3 separate regions of the Sus scrofa genome follow, and all the other regions are linked to region 1. A link is a contact called in public Hi-C data. All regions are on one chromosome and are shown on one strand. The core of a region is the stretch at or near the end of the contact, and the rest is flanking DNA. Distances in the headings are between cores, read along the strand shown.

What was found. A called contact is a pair of places that touch in the nucleus more often than the background predicts.
Region 2: a Hi-C map of embryonic fibroblasts shows a contact between it and region 1, with 5 times the contacts expected there. The contact joins the promoter of ZNF22 here to the promoter of ZFAND4 in region 1. A contact is called at or near these places in 4 of 47 Hi-C or Micro-C datasets (embryonic fibroblasts, heart right ventricle and mesenchymal stem cells) and 1 of 2 datasets of contacts at active chromatin or transcription factors (alveolar macrophages).
Region 3: a Hi-C map of retroperitoneal adipose tissue shows a contact between it and region 1, with 1.5 times the contacts expected there. The contact joins the enhancer-like site here to the promoter of ZFAND4 in region 1. A contact is called at or near these places in 1 of 5 promoter capture datasets (fetal liver), 3 of 47 Hi-C or Micro-C datasets (embryonic fibroblasts, retroperitoneal adipose tissue and subcutaneous adipose tissue) and 1 of 2 datasets of contacts at active chromatin or transcription factors (alveolar macrophages).

The regions. Positions count from the first base shown.
Region 1 is chr14:90,640,278-90,644,803 of Sscrofa11.1, forward strand. It overlaps ZFAND4 (zinc finger AN1-type containing 4), which reads left to right and starts at 3,259. Exons shown (of 10, transcript NM_001302672.1): 1 at 3,259-3,390. LOC100522401 (WASH complex subunit 2A) reads left to right here. Exons shown (of 33, transcript XM_003133111.6): 33 at 1-217. The coding sequence ends at 17.
Region 2 is chr14:91,094,182-91,098,602 of Sscrofa11.1, forward strand. ZNF22 (zinc finger protein 22) reads right to left here and starts at 2,707. Exons shown (of 2, transcript XM_003483520.4): 1 at 2,619-2,707; 2 at 1-225. The coding sequence starts at 136.
Region 3 is chr14:91,145,024-91,149,258 of Sscrofa11.1, forward strand. TMEM72 (transmembrane protein 72) reads right to left here. Exons shown (of 4, transcript XM_021072810.1): 4 at 1-4,235. Among named protein-coding and RNA genes, the nearest start is that of RASSF4, 8.6 kb to the left of the region's middle. Within about 2 kb of position 2,013, at least 7 of the 83 cell types and tissues checked have an H3K27ac peak or open chromatin away from gene starts, as enhancers often do. A contact at or near this core is called in alveolar macrophages and retroperitoneal adipose tissue, where this site is marked.

The DNA.
Region 1 (4,526 bases), core at 2,009-4,508:
CCTTTGGAGGCCAGTAGAGTATACAGGGTAGCCTTCAACCACATCCTTGAGTTAACGATGCTGTCTTATGTGCTTATTGTTAACTGAATTATAAAAAGCAAATACTGAAACAGCTAGGTCACATCTTATCCAACATACCTAGTATTTTTCTGTACTGGTTTTAATCATGCTTAATACTGCACAACAAAAATAAATGTTTCCCAGTGTTTTGTTATTATTTTTGGTTGTGGGTTTTTTCCTTTTTTTGAACTATATTTTGATTTAATTAACCTTGGTAGGGCCATAGTTTAGGGTCTATTAGAGAAGAAACCTATTTGTGCCTGTCATGGGTGGGCAGGGACTCCCAGAGGTAGCAAGTGCCAGACAGATGACCAGGCATCTTTCTTACTTGGATGGGCGCTCTAACTTAGAGCCTGGGCACTCCATAGAGGAAGAGGGTGAGAGACTGTGTACTTCAGGAGTCTTTGCAGTAGGAGAGAAGGTTTCCTCTCATTCCACTGAATTCTAAAAATGGCTCTACAGGTTTGGCAAACTGTGGCCTTCTACTTTCTGTTTTTGAAAATAAAGTTTTATTGGAAGGCAACCATACTCATTCATTTACCTATTGTTTATGGCTGTTTTCACCCTACCTACAATGCCAGAGCTGAGTAGCTATGTCAGAGACTGGGTGGCTCACAAAGTCTAAGATATTTTCTTTGTGGCCCTTTGCAGAAGAACTTGCTGATCTTTGCCCTAAGGCATTCATTTCCCTTCCTTGAGCTTTGCATTATTTTGTGAAAGAGGCAGAATGAACCAGGTAATGGTAGGGAGAATTGCCGAGGACGTAAATGTCAGCTTCTAGAGCAGCACTGTTCCGTGGAACTCTGCCTTGGTGGAATGTTCTATAGCTATTGTCCATTGTGGATGGCGGATCCCTCTTTTAGTCTGTTTTCCTGTGCTGTGCCATTAGTATTCAATCTGTAACCATGGCACAATCTTGTAAGCTGAACCAGGTGGCTTTGCCCATTATGAAGACACTAACTTCTTCCTTGAGTACTTTTAAGGTTGAATTGGGAATTTCTCATACTCAGAGATTTTTAAATAGCTCTCACAGATCAGCTGTTTGCCCTGCTCTGCTGTGAGAATGACCCAATTGCCTATTCCATTTGTCTCTTTTATTCATCTTCCTTCTGTTCCTTGGTTACTTGTGTATAGCTTCCTGCTCTGAGTCTGAGCCCAGTGTGGGATGAGACTCAGCATTTGTTAAACATGTTTTTCTTTTGGATGGAGCAAATCTGCTGATCCATCGTTAGGATTGATTCCAGGGAATTCAGGAGACAATAGTGTTAGAAAATGTGCAAATTGCTATTTTGAGGGGCTTGAAAGGGGGAAGGAACTGAACACTCACTGGTCTGATGGTAGACCATTCACTTTTTTTTTGTCTTTTGTACTTTTAGGGCTGCACCCGCAGCATATGGAGGTTCCCAGGCTAGGGGTCTAATTGGAGCTGTTGCTCCCTGCCCACGCCAGAGCCACAGCAACACCAGATCCGAGACACATCTGTGACCTACACCACAGCTCACAGCAATGCCGGATTCTTAACCCACTGAGCGAAGCCAGGGATCAAACCCGAACCCTCATGGTTCTAGTTGAATTCGTTTCCACTGTGCCGTGACAAGAACTCCGACCATTCACTTTTTATGTTATTCAGTTTCTATTAGCAGATAGGAATTTCACAGATAACGCTAAAATCTGGAAGGAGAGTGGAATAGTGGAATAAGTTTGGATTTTTGTAATGAGACCTAGATTTAAATCTGGTTCTCCTACTTAGAGTGTAGGCAAATTGTTTTACCTTTCTTAGTTTTTATTTCCTCCTTTGTCAAGTAGGGGTTTTAGTAAAATCCCTTGCAGGATTATGAAGAGAATATGCAGAGATCCTTGTTAACTATCTGGCATTTGAAAAGTGGCACATGATGATGATGAGAATGAATGATTTGGACCAAGGTAACAGAGCTACCCAAGGTTTTAAGCTCATCTCCTTGACTCCAAAGCTCATCCTCTTAGTTTTCCCTGAGAGGGGAGGCAGGTTTAGAAATTAAGGCTTTAATTCAGTAAGATTCCTTCATCACAGGCACTGTTTTTGAGCTTAGTATACAATGATAATAGTCATATCTCTGTTCTCAGGGGACTCCATCTATTCAGTATTACAGTTTAAGAAGGAACCAGTGATGAGAGAGCCTGAAGTTGAGTGAAAACCCAGGGTCTCATAAGCCCCAGATTATGCTCAATAGTTAGTTGAATTGTGGAGATAAAATTGGTAGGTGGAATCTCTGAGGAGAGTCAGAAAAGGATAGAACGATGGATATAAGGTACTGGGGTTCATTCTAGATTGGTTCCTTGAAGTCACAAAAATGAGTAAAACTGCAGTGACAGGGAGATTCCTGTTCATGGTCAGATGAGTAATCCACCTAGTAAAATTGTAGGACAACAGAGTTGGAAAATCCTTAAGGTTTGGATTTAGAATACCCATGGGAAATGAAGAGAAAGAGAAGCAGCGAGGCTCCTTATCAGGCTGGAAGGTTTGTGTTATGTGTTTGTTACACCCAAGTTGAACAGCTTGGAAACTGGAGCCAAAAAAACCAAACAAACCCAAAAAACAACCCCCCCCCAAAAAAAAAACCCCAAACAGGTGGCTGGGCATACCTGACGCTGGGATTTAACAGCCTGAGGTACCCACTCAATTTCAAATGGATGAGGAATAAATGAGTAAGACCTAGAGCTTGTTTGCTCTCGCTCTTCTTTCAACCAGGCATGGCAACGGCCTCATATTTCAGATGAGGTAGGCGAGGCCACAAACGTTAGGGGACAGTGAAGCGCAGGAAGGGTGCTCTGTTTAAAGCTGGCCGGCCCGGACTGCACCAGAAGTGCACTGGCTCTGAAAAGACCATCGACTGGGACTATCCCCCAGCACGTCAAGCACCTCCAGTCGAGCGCCTTAGGTTGGTCGCAGGGAAGAAAGTACTGTCCACACCTCCTCCGGCCAGAGGCCAACTCCACCGTTCCCAGAAGCCGGGGCTACCGTTCTCCAGCCCGCCCGCTCCGGCCCTAGTTAGGTGGCCACTGCTGGTAATAAAGGATTAACATCCGGGCCTCTCCTAACCGACAACCACCACCGAACCCCGAGGGAGCCCCGGCTCCCGAGCAACCGCCGGCGTCGGGCAGCAGGGCCCCGCCCCCGCCCCTGCTGATTGGAGGGTGACGTAAGCGCCAGCGAGCGATTGGTACGTGGTGTCACAAAGAGGCGGGGGCGCGGCTGCGAAGCGTTGCTGGTGTGTGCCCGCCGCGGCATAGCTCGCGGGGGCCGCACCTCTCTATGGGCTTGCGGGCTGGCGAGTGAGTGGACGAGAGCAGGTGAGGGCAAGCGGGCGGGATGGGGAGGGCCGCGCTGTCGTCGCCAGCCTCCAGGCCGTGCCCCCTCCGCCGCGGCTGCCCGAGAGCTGCGCGGCGGGTCTCCTTCAGCCTCCACTTTCGATCCCTCAACGAGCGCGACGCGGGGTGCCCCGCCCCGCCCGGCAGGTGCTGCTCTCCAAGTCGCTGCTTCTGACGTGAAGCCTGAGCGCTGCCCTCCAGATCAGGCCCTTGCGTCTGGGTAGCTGGAGTTTATCCTGGAGGAGCACGGGCTGCGCAGGTGACTCCGTCCTCTACAAGTGTCTGTACATTGAAGGCTCGAGGAGGCGTTGGCTCCGAAGGATTTCCCAGGCCCAGTAGAAAATTGATTTCACAGTTTAGGGTATAGATGCATGATGTAGTGGATATAGTTCTGAAACTTGTACTTAAAACTTAGGGATATTTCCAGACATTAATAAAAAACAGTTCATTAAAAGATAGTGTTTTTAAGGGCTGCATAACATGCTATAACTCTATGTTGGGGGGAGAGTTTATAAGAACTCCTCGTATATGGCTAATATTCTTTAGGATGGAGGATAAAGCTGATTCCAAGTTATTGAAATTACTGATTCAGCACTATTATTGCGTTACCTGCCTTTAACTTCCCTTTCATCTTTGGTGGTTGTGTTTTAAGAACTTTTTCAGAAGAGATAAGAGAAATGTTTGGGGAATTGATTTAGAAATGTATTTGATGGCATTACTTTTAGTGTTTTTTTTTTTTTAATTATTGGTAAAAATTCTGCAGGCACTTTTTTCTCTGCCTTCTCCCTTTTCTCTTCCTCTTCTAGTTTTTCGCTGTCCTTCTATCATTTCCCATCCTGTTTTTGAGTCTTCATTGCCCCTTGTTTTTCAACATCATAGAGTTCCATAATGTGCTCAGTCAAGACTGATCACACACAGCTTTCAGAAGTTGTCCATGGACCCCATTTTTAATACTGGCTAGGTCTTTGATCTGATGGAACTTCCATTTGCTTCTCTGCCATCATCTAGTCCTCTAGTATGGGTTAATCAAAATTCAAATCTTTATTTTTGTCCTCTGTTACAGTAATTTCTCCTGCTGAGAGGTATAATTATTTCCTAGAGGCATTCATTTCAGTTTT
Region 2 (4,421 bases), core at 1,457-3,956, 450 kb after region 1:
GTCTACTCAAGCCAGAGTCAAACCGAACAGTCACTCCCCATTTCTGTCGCTGTCGGCCTGTTTTGTGCTGGTTCTCATAGGCTTTTCCTTGGCTTGAGCTCCGAGAAATACCTCCCTTAGGTTTTCCAAACCGCATGGTGAAAAGCCAAATGTATTCTTAGGAAAGTCAACTCTCTTCTTCTGAACAAATGTTTCACTTCCTAGAGCTACACAGCTCAGAACTGTCTGTGTAAAAGAAAAAATAAAAACAAATTGCAGATGATTTGTTAATTATTCAACTTTAATACATCTAACGTATCAAAATTTCATCCATTTTTAAGTTAAAATGTATTTCATACATATGAAAACAAAGACAATTCTGGGGAAAAATATTTACAAAATAATTCTAATAATTTTAGAGTTTAAACTTAATAAATATCACCAAATTTACCTTTGGAGTTTTTGTCTGTTGGGACAGAATAAAAATAAAGTGATACTACAAAATAAAAATTTTTATTGGGCAATAAAAAATGAGTATATAATTCTCTAGCATTAAAAAGTAGAGACAGTATCTTAATGAAATAAAATAGAGCCAACCAAATGAAATAAAATTAATGAAGCCAAATAAATAAATAAAAGAAGGCCAACCAAAATTTGGGTAATAGATTATCATTATGTTTTAATATTTATTCCCATGTTAGACTTATACTCACTTACTAGTGACTAATTAAGGTGTCCAAAGTAGAAAGAAATGACAAATCATGCTTTGTTAAATATTTCTCTTTATTCTTATTTGTTTAGCCATTCTACTTTCACTATAGAGAAACAACTTAGTCCTAACTCTGCAGCATAAACTGTCCTGAATGTAGGAACTATTCTATAAAGAATGGATGAGAAAACATATATATATTTAATATATACTGGATGAGGAAAACATTAGTGAAGAGATGTTTCATTATTATTTCTTCTAGATTACAATGATCCAAGAAAGAGGACAGTTCTTTGAAAATGTGAACCAAAGAATTTTTTTTTCCTGGAGAAAGAAAAATTTCAAAAAAACTTTTACCTTGATAGTATTATGAGGACAGAATAAAAGGTGATATGCAGAACACAAGAAAAGGAGAAGAAATAAGTTTATATGTAAAACTAGGATGGGATTTAAAAAATTCCCAAATGCTGCAAAAAATTTAAAATTTCAAATAATTAATTTCATTTACTAACATAAGGTTATTTAAAATAATGGCCATAAACAAAACAAACACAAACTCCAAACAGGTGACAATGTAGGAGAACCTAGGACTGCAAAGGTAATACAATTATTGGAATTACTTTCCACATTTTGTGCCAGAAAGTAGACTGTAAAATGGGAATAATTACCCAGGGTCTCTGCATACAAGCTTATAAAGCAAATAATTGAAAACAAAAATTACATCACTGTTATTGCCTTTCCTTCACCTTACTGTAAAATTGAGACTCCAGGCCTGACAGCGCTAAGACTTTAACTGGATATTTAACAATTATATCTGCAGTAATTAAGGCAGGTATTAGAACAAACTGCCTACTACACAAAAATACAGAGAGAACAGTACTCATTTCTTAACTTTAGTAAATATTTATAGGACATCTATGACAAAGAGATATCTGTTAGGTACATGATATTGGTATTCGAAAACAGCTATAATGATAAGTACATACTGAAAAAAACACATTGATTTTTAAATACTATATAAATCAGTTCCGGTCGGAAACTCAGAGACTAACACATCTGGAACACTGCAGATGAGGAAATCACACTAACAGATAGCTGTGTGCCAGTCACTATTATCTTTTTTTTCTGGCCTGGCCCCGGCCATGCGGAAGTTCCTGGGCCAGGAATCAAACCTAGCCACAGCGGTGACAAAGCCGAAACCGTAATCGCTAAGCCACCAGGGAATTCCCTATGCCATCTTACTTAATTCACGGAGTAGGTTTATGGTATTATCTTCGTTGTACTGCTAAGGAAAGGCAGGCATACTCTGGCCAGGTTCCCACACCCTAGCAGCTTGAGCCCAGAGCTTGTACTTTTAGCAGCAGAATGACCTGCAGTCTTAATTCCCAACGTGAAGTCCAGCCCTCTGACCGGTCTTCAGTGTAATTCCATAGTAGATGCGGGTATTACGGTGAATATCAGTACACGGGCTGTTAGCCAAGCGAACACGCCTAACTGCAATGTGCTTGCTTTCTAGTACATAAAATGGGGATGACCATAAAACCCCTACATTATCAGGGCGTTGTAAGTTTAAGTGAGTCAATATCTGCAAGGCTCTCACAAAAGCCTTGTGCTACCCAAGCGTTTGTTCAAAGTTTAATCCTGACAGGCGCCTGATGGATGGCGTAAGGACTACGGCCAGGAGCCCGGGCCTGTCCTCCTCCCGCCAATCGCCGGGGCTACAGTTAAGGCCTCCAACTACCGCCTCTCCAAGGCCGGGCCCGCCCCACTCCCTCCGCCCCGCGGGCCGCGCGGAGCCCTTGCGGCATCCCGGGAGCGGAGGCCAAAGCCGCGCTCGCCACACCGTTGGCGGGTGAGCGCCGCCCTGCCGCGCCCAGCTTGCGCCTCTGGTGCCTCGGAGCACCTGCCCGCGCACCCCAGGGCCACTCACCGCGCCTGCCGTCCGCGGCCCTCGCTCGCCCGCCCGGCGTCCCTCGCGCCACCGGAAGTGCGAGCGCGCCGTTTGTCTGTGCCTCGCGGTCGCTCTAGGAACTTGGCGGATCGACCCTCTATGGTGCCTGGCCCACCGGAAAAAAGAAACCCTTTTCTTTTTGCCATTTTGTTTTCCCCTCGGAAGGCGTCCTGTGGCCCTCAGGACCGCAAGACTTGTGGTCTTCTCCCTTTGTGATGGAGGAGCGACCCACAGGGTGGGGGAGTGGCAGCCCGTGTGGTCAAGGTTTTGAAAGGCAACACCAGCCGGTCTGACCCCGAGGCTCCATTCTTTCGACAAATGTGGAGCACTTATTAATTACATAGAGGTACTTCTGGAGAGCCTAAACTATTTCTGATATTTTTCATGAGCCAATTATTTAATTCTTACCAAAAAAACCCCTACAAGATAGGAACGAGAGTACTCATTTTACAGTTAGGGAGGCCAAGGCTTAGAGTAGAAATCGCCTCACGTTCACACTATGTAAGTTGATGGCCAAAGATCTGTACCCGTCTTTTTGGCTCCAGAGTCTCATGATTTTCAACACACTGCCTTGTTTCTCTTTAGTAATGATGTCTCCTGATTCTGTTCTGTTACAGCCAACCACCTCTACCAACCTGTGCAAGTTCACCTGATCTGTGTCCTCCTTCCACCTGCAGAACTCCAAATCTAATGGCTTCAGATACCATCTGTATATGCTGAAGACTCCCAAACTGGTAACTCCAGTCAAACCTTGGGATGCAAATACTGTTGAACTCTAGACTTATATATCGAGTTGATTACTCGGTGTCTTTTGCATGTGTGATGAACATCCAAACCTAACAAAGCCCCAGATGAACTTCTGATATTCACCTAACCTGTTCATTCAACAGTCTTCAACCCAGCAGTTGATGGTGACTCCATCTTTTCAGTTACTCAAGTCAAAAATATTGATGTCATTGTTTCTCTTTTCACCCCAAATCCAAATCCAAGCCATCTGTAATTCTGTTGGTACTGTCTTCCAAATATATCCAGAATAGAGCCACTTTCAGCATCTCCACTGCTATAACCTCCACCAAGCTCCTGTTATGACCTGTCTGGATTGTTGCATTGGCTTTCTCACTGGTCTCTCTATGTCTACTCACAGCCCCAGAGTGATCCTCCTAAAACTCAAGTCAAATCTTGTCATTCATTTTGTTCAAAATCTTCCAAAGGCTTCCCATGTTATTAGAGCAAAGCCCATGCCCTCACAGGGGTACACAAAGCCATCTCTTGTTCCTTGTTGTATCAGTGCTCAGAAGGTAGCAGGCACTCACAAGTATCTGTTGAATGAATGAATTTGTAAGATGCTCATTATTTAGGAAGTGCTTTTACATCTATTTTCTGGTCATTCATCTTTACTAGAGTTTCATGAAGCACGGAGGACCTTCATATCTGCCTTACAGTAAAATGAGGCTGAGGGAAACTTGCCTGAAGTAACACAGAGAGTTGATGGCAGAGGTCGGACTAGATTAGAGGTTCAGCTCTCAGCTAGAGCTTTCTGCTCTGCAGATGGCAAAGCATTGAAACTGACTAAGGCCCAGACAAGGCATGTCAATTCAATAATCTAGATGATAGCTGGACTGTTGTAAAAATTAAAATAGATAATGCCAGGCACTTCACACAATGCCTAACATATAATAAATAAGAGGCATTGTTATTTTATTATTAAATTATTATTACGAGTGGTTGATGCTGGTGGCTGGAGGAGGGAGTGTAGGGGAGAATGGCCAAAGACAGTTTAGG
Region 3 (4,235 bases), core at 763-3,262, 500 kb after region 1:
GCAACGCTGGATCCGAGCCGCGTCTGCAACCTACACCACAGCTCATGGCAACGCCAGATCATTAACCCACTGAGCAAGGGCAAGGATCGAACCCGCAACCTCATGGTTCCTAGTCGGTTCATTAACCACTGTGCCACAACGGGAACTCCTTTATTTGTTTTTTTAAAGACAGTGGCTCATGTGATTGTGTGGTCGATAGGCCCAAAATATTTTGGGCAGGCCAGCAGGCTGGAGATTCAAGTAAGAGTGAATGCAGTAGGCTTGAGTCTTAAATCTGCAGACCAGCAGGCTGGAAACTCAGGCTGGGTTTCTGTTTTGCAATCTTGAAGCAGAATTGCTCCTTCTTTAAGAAATCTCAGTCTTTGCTCTTATGGCCCCCAACTGATTACACAAGAGCCACCCACATTATGGAAGGTTACGTGCTTTACTTGAAATCTACTGATAATAAATATTAATCACATCTTAAAAAATACCTTCACAGTGACATTCTAGGCCTGTGTTTGACCAAACAGCTGGGCACCATAGCTTAGCCAAGTTAACACATGAAATTAACCATTACAATTAGTGAGTTTGACCAACAAATTGGACCCCCACTTGTCTCCTAGGACAGACTCTGTGGCAAGGTGTGGCCTGATACTCAGCATTTCAAGACATTTCAGGATGTGAGAGGGCCTTCTTTCCCAGGGATTTCATGTTTTATTGTACCAATAAAATCTGTGGCAGTTTTGGAGGAACTTTTGCTTCTCTATTGACTTACTGAATCTAAATTAGGAGTTGGCCAGATAGTAAACATTTTCTTACTTGTAGACCATACCATCTCTCTTGGTACTACTCAAGCCGGAAATGCCATAGACCATCTGTAAATGAATGTCATGGCTGTATTCCAATAAAACTTTATTTATTGGAGTTCCTGCTGTGGTGCAGTGGGTTAAGAATCTGGCTGCAGCGGCTTGAGTCTCTGCACAGGTGTGGGTTCGATCCCCAGCCTGGCACAGTGGATTAAAGTATCTGGTGTTGCTGCACCTATAAGTCATAGCTGTGGCTCAGATTCAATCCCAAGCCTGGGAACTTACATATACCATGGTTGAGGCCATAAAAAGAAAAAAAATAATAATAAAAAATTAAAAAAAAAACCACAAACTTTACTCACCAAAACAGACAGAGGGCCTGATTTGGTCCATGAGTAAAATGAGAATTGGGGTTGATATTTGACCTTTTCTTTATGCAAACCTGATAAATGGGGTGGGTAACTTACACTCTGGTATGGGATGTTTCATTTGTGAGGAACAAAAAAAACTAAGCAAAGGGGATTTTATTATCTCATACTGTAAAAAAAAAAAAAAAAGCCCCAGGAATGGGTAATTTCATGGTTGGTTAAGTCAGTGTCTCAAAGACATTGCTGGGGACTTGGGTTCTTTCCCTCTCTGCCCTCATCTTAACACAATGGTTCAGTTCCCCCTAATATTTGCAAATGGTTCCTAGATTTCTCAGCAGACATGACCACATTCTGTGGAAGCAAAGGAAGGCTGAGATCCAGTGAGGCTCATTTTAATAGCAAGGAAACCTTTCCCAGAAGGCGCTGGGCCATCTCCCTTCACTTCTTGTTGGCCAGAAGGAGGGTATGGGTGGGCTGCAGAGGTTGAACCCACTGTACCTGAGGGTGTGAAGTGCGTGGCTGGCTAGAGGTGGGGATGGGGGAGGGAGGTAGATCAGCTGTGAAAATTCAGGCTCTGCTAGAAAGCAAGGGGTCAATGGTGCCCCTGGAAGAAGCCTGGCAATATCTGTTCTAACTTCAGAGTCCCAGAAGACAAGGCTGAGCCATTCCATGGGGCAAAGTCACTGCCTTGCGATTGGTGAGCTGAGTCTGAAGGGGGAGGGGCAGGGCAACGGGTGGAGAGAAGTTCCTCTGTTGAGCCCCATGTATGCTATGCAGGAGGCTCTGGGTAATGGGAAGAGGACCCTGACTGGAGAAAAGAGGACTGGCTGTGAGCACAGGGAGCTGCCCAAGCCAGAGAAATGGGAACTGAAAATGCCCATGGAAAAATAAAGAGGACCCATGAGGGCCTGGGGCCAGAGAGGCCTCCGCTAGCTGCCAGGGGCCTCTGGGCCCAAGGAAGCAAGAAGCCTTTGGGAGGTTGTGTTGGCTGGTCTCTGCTAACCCTTTATATAAGCCCCAGGGTCTGGAGTTCAGCGAGCAGCAGTGCAGCAGGAGACCTGGGCCTCCAGGAGGAAAGCAGAGAGGAGCCTGGGTGTTGATGTTGTCTTCCTAAGTATCAAAGAGACCACTTCCTGCCTGCATGGGGTAGGGGTTTCTGTCCTGGGCCTGGAGGTAGGCTAGGTGGGAGGCTTGGCACAAGTCCCATGCTGAGCTCAGGCGCATGAGCCACTAGGGAAAATCCCAAAGGCCCCAGGCCCCTGGCACTGGCTGTCAGGCACTGGTCAGGTTCTTTGTGTGTTGGGGTGGGAGGGTTTGGTGCTCATAGCAGAAACTGGCCCTGGACATGCAAACACAAGGGTAAAAAAGGAGGTAAACACAAACCTCAGTGGGGAGCTGGTCTGCTTCCTCCCACCTAAGCTACCTCCCCTCTCTCTTCCTTTCTTCCTCTCCATGTACCCCTGAGAAAAACTAGTCTCAGATGACTTAGATGGAAGGGATCTTAGGGTCATCTGGTCAACACTCTACTCGTTCAAAGCACTGGGGAAGAAGGGCCCAGGGGAAGAGGTGTGGTCAAGGCCGCAGGCTGATGATGTCTGTGGCTGATCTAAGACTTTGATCCCCTGGTGGCATTAAGAATCTTGGCTCTGGAGCCTGGAATGAATACTGGCTCTCCCACCTTTTAGCTGCGTGCCAATGTGCAAGTTACTACATTCTGCACGCTGTGATTTCCCATTTTGTAGCATGTGCTGAAAAAGACTGTGCCTCCAAGGCTGTGAGCATTAGAGGAGATGGAAGCTGCAAAACACTGAATGCCCCTGTCTTCTTCTCAGGGCTCAGTTTTATCTACTGTTATTGTCATTGTCGTTGATGGGACTCTGTTTTGTGCCCTTTCTACTGCACAAAAATCTTCTCTGTTGTGTATGGAAAACATCATATTTGGATGGATTTTTCCATGGCTCCCCTTGTCCCAGGATAGACAATTAGGTACCTGCTAATATGCTAGCCTTTCTTTTGAAACTCAACACAAATCTACCTTCTTAGAGTTCCCTTGGAATTCATCTCTCATGGCACATTGTTTGCAATTTCATTGTAAGGCTTATATCTGCCTCATGGGAACCACACATATGGTCCATCTATGGAGAGTAAGGCTGACTCACCCCGTCAGCCCAGCACCTTCCATGGTGCTTGGCCCACCAGGTGATAATTAATGAATAGTTAATAGTTGTTGAATTAAATGGATCTTGCCCCGAAGTTCCTGTCGTGGTGCAGCAGAAATGAATCCAACTAGGAACCATGAGGTTGTGGGTTTTATCCCTGGCCTCGATCAGTGGGTTAAGGATCCAGTGTTACTGTGAGCTGTGGCGTGGGTCGCAGATGTGGCTCGGATCTGATGTGGCTGTGGCATTGGCCGGCAGCTACAGCTCTGATTTGACCCTTAGCCTGGGAACTTCCATATATTGCAAGTGCAGCCCTAAAAATAGCAAAAAAAAAAAAAAAACAAAAAAAAAAACACTCTTGCCCCTAGAGACCTCTTCTCCAAGTTTACTGGTACTGTTGGTTGAAAAGGAAAAAAAAAATTTCGTTCCATTTTAGAAAGAGGAAACTGAGACTTGGGGCCTGCAAATATCTCACCAAGTTTCCTGGAAACTGAAGTGATAGTGGGTTCGTAGCCCCTCATCCCCCGCTCGGGATCAGGTGCAGCCTCAGGCAGAAGCAGCTGTTTAGGGACAAATGAATCATCACTGGCCTTGGCCATTTACTTGTCATCTTCTCTTGAAAGAGAAATTTGATTCAAGACTCACAAAGGCTTTCGATATCCATTAGGTGATAAACATTTCATTGCATGGGCTCTTGCACCTGCCCCAGCAGAGGTCAGTGTACTTCTGCAGTTCCGATGGTCCCAACTGTCTAGATCACTATCCTAAGAGACTATAATACAAAATTACCAGAAGCTCATGCTGAAATAAAAAACAATACAGCCTACCTTTAGACTCAGTACTGGATTTTCCCTGGGCATGTAGTCTAAGACAGGCTTTTCAGAACCCCGGAGTTGCTCACACACATGAACGGGAAAGCA